Regions from separate parts of the Oryzias latipes genome. Here region 1 is linked to region 2. A link is a contact called in public Hi-C data. All regions are on one chromosome and are shown on one strand. Each heading gives the region's core, a stretch centred on a gene start, on an enhancer-like site or on the middle of the called end of the contact. The rest is flanking DNA. Distances are from core to core; before and after follow the strand shown. Region 1 holds the start of LOC101162485 (transmembrane protein 14C). Region 2 overlaps ofcc1 (orofacial cleft 1 candidate 1).

Region 1 (2,700 bases), core at 48-2,547, 110 kb after region 2:
TTGTTGTTAATAATACCTATTATATATTCTAATTTTGTTTCAAACTGATAAGATAAAAAATAAACATCTAACAGAAGTATAATTATAAATGACCATATGCAAAGTTCAAAAAGGCTTTTGGATGAAGTTTGACAACTTATCGAGTCCACGTCCCTCTCTTAAATTCAGCCCAAACTTAATTTAAACTGAATTTGTAGAAGAAAATAATCAATTATGGTCAAAAGACAAATATTTTTTTTTAAATAAATAAAAATTAATTAATCTTGCTGAGTCCCTAATATCTACTCATTGCATCAGTTTTTATAATTGCTTAGCATTTTTTAATAAATTGACAGTTTTTATGTCCTCCCTGCAGCTCTTCTTTACATCTGAACCCCTGTGCTGGAGATGCAGTGAAATGTAACATTTGTGCTCACAGCTGGTATTATAAACGGAATTTTAAAGGAATTTAAAAAAAAGCTTTCAAAAATAATACTACATTTTAAAAGATAAAGTTGGGGAATAAAAAAAAAAGGGTAAATTGATAAGAGCCAAGTCCAGGTATTTGATATGAAGTCTCCATCTGGGAGGTTTGTGGCAGGAGTTACAGCAGAAGATGCAGAATATGCAAATTAATCAAAAAATAACCTGCTACTGGATCTTGAAGTTCTAAATATAAATTAGTAAAGTATTGTATCTATTTATAATCTAAAGACTCATGAGCCTCATTCAGATTTCTCAGGTTATGAACATCACCTATTCAATGAAATGTTTTTGCACAAGAGAAATGATCAAACTAATAAGTTTGATTCAGTTGTCAGTTTTGTTTTGTCTTTCTTCTTCAAAACAAAATGCCCTATAGACCACACGAGTAAAACTGCATTCTTCAAGTTTTTCCGACTAAATTGGAACATTTTAGGTTTACAATTTAAAGATAGTAAATCAAAAGGGAACTAAAAGTATCTATACTTTTAGACCAAGTGTACTTGTAGTACACTATAACAGACTACTCATTCCAAAGGTTAAACATGAGAGCATCTGACATCTGATGAAAAGATAATCACCCAATAAGGACCCCATTCAGGAACCTCATTTTGTTAAGTAGGTCTAGTATTCATCCTGAGAAAAGGTAGAGAACCACTGACCCACTCCATGTGGGATATCCAATTCTAACAATTTTACACAGTCCCCGATATTAATTGTAATGCAGTAAACTCAGTTTATTGCAGTATCTCTCCTTTTTATGGTCGCAACAGTCCAGACCAGCATTTGAAATCAATTTCGTTGATGTTACGAGGAGTTCATCCTCTGTTGGTTCGGTCAACGCCTTCATATGGAACAGCCTACATTTCCCATCAACCAACAGAAAGAGTTCACGTGCAGCATTATTTTGTGCTCGGTCAAGAACAAGTCGTGGCTGAGGAGGCAGAGGGCAAACGCAATGAGTAAGGTTGTAACCCCCCTTTCCCCATTTTTCTTCTTTATTTTATATTACTTGAGAAAAGTCTCGTTTCGTTGAAATTGGTATTTCATAACTTTACGCAATGACGCTCGTGCCTCGTGTGCCGTGTTAGCTAACATTGTGTGCTAATAAGTAAATCTGCTACTCAAGCTGGTGCTGGCTCTGGACTCCAACAGTTAGTTAGCCTTATCTCTGAGAGCAGACACACTTCTTACATCCCTGTAAGTTTACACGTCAGTGTCACCGAGACTGACAAACATCCTCGTGTTAGCATGTTTGTGCAGCTGTTTCTTGTTCAGCTTGTTTTGTGTAATAATGACTCTGTTTTGAACGAACCAGACCGCCTTTTTAAGGATATTTGTGCCTTTGTGAGTAATATGAAGTCGTTGTTGATGCTTGTTGTGTGACGTCACTGAACATATTGTGTTCCTGACAGGTGTCCAACAACATGTCTGTGGATTGGGTGGGATATGGATATGCCACTCTTGTGGCATCCGGGGGAGTCATTGGTTATGTGAAAGCAGGTGAGATGAGCCGGTCTTAACCTGGTTACACGTGATCCAGCCTTTCCTGGCTGTTTGTTTCCTTGTTGGATGATATAATCTGGATGTACCGCTAAGTGAAAGCACACATTAAGGATCTTTGAATATGTTTCTTTTGGTAAATGAATGTGCAACTTGAAATTCTTCCTAATCTGTTAAATATACACATAGAAAATATTATTTATATTTATTTGGGATTGCATCAAATTAGACTTTTTTGTGAACCTTATGATCAGCTTAGCAGTCTATGAAACAATAATTTGTTTTCCATTCTAAAAATGAAGATCAGTTTTCTGCTTTTTCTTTTGGGTTTTTTTGACTTTATTTTGTTTTTCTGATGATGGAGGAAATATATCAAGAAAATAAAGCTTAAAGTTGCATTTCTAAGTATTTCTTTATTCAAATTCTTACTAAAAAAGACCCTATTTGTGACAGAAAACTCGCTGGTCAGGCCACGAGCTCTACTTTCTCCATTCTGATGCATCCACTTGTTAACAACTAGATCCATGTACGTTTTGTTTTCGTCATACAAGCTGCCATCTGGCTCAAAACTGTACGGCCGGAAAGCTTCGCTTTTGCTCGCCATTTTTGTTGCCCCAGTAGTGTTAGACGGGGGGTTTGTGCGGGGCTGTGAGCTAGAAGGAGATTATATAAACAAAGCTTTCAGCAATTGGGAGGGAGGGATGCTCCACACTAGCAGCCCTTCCACATCTCAGA
Region 2 (2,700 bases), core at 175-2,674:
AGAACAAAGCATTACTTTTTACAGTGATCTCTCTGCCCATCTCCATCCTCCCCGCTTCGAGTCCAACTTCTCCACCCTTGGCTCGTGTTTTGGCAGTGGTGTGGGCCTGCGAGGGCCCAGAGCCCGAGGCATCACCACCACTGTGGAGCAGCAGTCGCCGCTGAAGCAGCAGATCACCCGCCTTCACCTCCAACACCTCATCATCCCTGGAGGCTTGTAGTGTACCTGGAGAGATGTGCATCAGTGAGTAAGCAGACTCATACACACTACTACACACACATCTATGTGCCTTCACAAACATCAGCAGCACTTGGATTTCCAAACTGATGGATGAGCATATTTAGCAGCAACACACACATTCACACAGTTGGGTTCTTTTGATAAGCATTAAAACTGATTTATTAATTACGAAGAGCAATAGTAACCCTTTCAAACATACAGATAAATAAAAATCACTTTTATATTCTACTGCACACTGCATATCTTTACATTAATATAAGCAGTATTTTTTAGTATATATTTTTAAAATATAATTTTAAAAATAATCTAATAGATCTGTTTATTGTACTCATAAAATATACTTTGGAAAATTGCTTTAAATATATTTTTTAAGTACGATTATTCACACAAGATAGATGTTTCATACTACTATTTTTTTACATTGAAAAAAATATTTTGAGTGAATATTGTAATTTTTTTTTTCTGTGTTTCTCTGTTTCTATTCAATTTTATTTTCTATTGGATGTACAGTGGGGCCAGTTTATATTTGAAGATATCCATTTAAAAACAAAAGAAGTCAAAGGAAGGCAGGACAAGATATATTTGGGGAAACATGCAGGATAAAACAATAATTTCCTTAAATGTACATTTAACTGTCTTAGCCATGTTTGTGCTTTCTGCCATACATTTAGCCAAATATGTGTGTAAATTTGGAAACAAAAGTAAAAAAATGCATTTGGTTCATTTGGACCTCCGAGCCGGTTTACCCCTGCAAAGAACGTAGCAGTCTGTACCGGTGGGGGGCATTCGTACAACTGCTTAAGGTAATTGTCTTAAACACTGAAGTGCTAACTGGCAGTCACAGGAGTTGGACTCCATTACAGAAGAGCTGTCTCTTTCTTTTCCTGCCTCTCTTTTCCTGTTTCCTGCCTTTTTGCCTGGAACTGTTAATCCAAGATCCTCTTTACTTTCACTGTGGGATTTCATGAACATTCGGAGACAATGAATAGGGCTGCTAATCTCGCTGGTACAGCTAAATCCAAAACAATAGAAAATAATACAAGCCTACTAAATTCTAGCGTGTTGAAGCTGGCCTAAACCCATCACTTGTGCGCGGGAATTACAAGGGAGATGTGCGCTATGTCAACAGGATCTGGTACGACTGTCTTCACACAGAACAATGCTAAGCTTCAACCTTCCCAGTGTTGGCCTTCTCACCAAACTAATGAGGGAAGACACGCCTACTGTGAGACAATGGCTGTGCCTGGAAAGCACATGTGAGCCTCTTTCTAGTTTACCATTTGTTTTATTATGGCACCACTTCCTGCAGAATATCTTGTTTATATTCGTTTTTTGTCCTTATAAAATTTTTCCTCAAGTTAACGGATTTTTTAATGTTAACTCTCAGTTTTTTCCAATTAAAAGAAATGTATTGATTTGGTTTAGAATCTGCACCTCTGTCATAGCTTGTTATAGACATGGGCACAGGGGCCATGCAATGACTGTCCTCTCAAATTGGCCTGCAAAATCCAAAATTAGCTTAAAAAATGCAAAAAACAAATAAACAAGCACGCAACAATAAAAAAAACCCACACAATTCAAATGAAGTAAACATAAGGATGGACAGACAGGCAGTTGGAAAAATAAAAGTAAATGCAGCCTCAACAGGCCACAAACAAGTGCCCTACTTGTGCTGGTCCCAAGCCCGGTAAATTCAGAGGTTAGGAAGATCAATAAACATACAACCTATAAGACATAGCTACAGTGTGTGGATAGATGAACTGATATGATGACATCATGGATTTCTCCACATTTTAGAGGCTTGGAGGGATAGGACACCCTAAAGTCTCAGCACACCCAGACGTGCACCCCTGATATTCTACCTGCACCCCATAGTGGAGCTGGCTAAATCTGACCTAATCACTGTTAAAATAGATTTAAATTAGAATTGTGTCAAAAAATAAAAATAAAAATTGAGCACAAACGACGTTTAGAGGTGGTTGATTTAGCATTTCAAAATTTGCTTGACATAAAATTTGAATTAGTTTAAATTAAGCAACCTACAGCTCATTATGAATGTGCATCACTATAAAGAGATACATACCAGGTATGTCTAAAGAAGTGTCATCGTCCTCCAGCAGGGCAGCCATCCTTTCGTACAGCCTGTTTTCATCTGCGTTCAGTATTGCTACAAATCAAGACAATTACAAAGAAATTAGAGTATCTTCAGCAGTGATGGCAAATTACATGCATTAGCGGGCTTCAAAATTACTTTGTACTTATCAGAGAAGTCAATCTAAAGCACATCTTAACATGCAAACCTGAGATATTAGCTGTGGCTGGAGAGGGGTGAAAATGAAGTGCATGCAGAGGGGTAATGAAATAGGAGCATTAACATGCCTGTTAGCCAACCTGTCAAGCTGTGATGAGATTTGATTTGGTGAATCCTTTGGTATTACACGGCAGTGATATCCAAAAGAT

The links. Hi-C and Micro-C count contacts between places; a contact is called where the count stands out from the background.
Region 1: a Hi-C map of gastrula embryo shows a contact between it and region 2, with 1.7 times the contacts expected there. The contact joins the promoter of LOC101162485 here to the enhancer-like site in region 2. A contact is called at or near these places in 2 of 5 Hi-C or Micro-C datasets (embryo and gastrula embryo).

The regions. Positions count from the first base shown.
Region 1 is chr20:13,132,297-13,134,996 of ASM223467v1, forward strand. LOC101162485 (transmembrane protein 14C) reads left to right here and starts at 1,298. Exons shown (of 5, transcript XM_004080976.3): 1 at 1,298-1,429; 2 at 1,878-1,965. The coding sequence starts at 1,313.
Region 2 is chr20:13,017,522-13,020,221 of ASM223467v1, forward strand. ofcc1 (orofacial cleft 1 candidate 1) reads right to left here. Exons shown (of 24, transcript NM_001122920.1): 6 at 2,324-2,407; 7 at 16-225. Among protein-coding and RNA genes, the nearest start is that of ofcc1, 12 kb to the right of the region's middle. Within about 2 kb of position 1,425, at least 1 of the 8 cell types and tissues checked has an H3K27ac peak or open chromatin away from gene starts, as enhancers often do. A contact at or near this core is called in gastrula embryo, where this site is marked.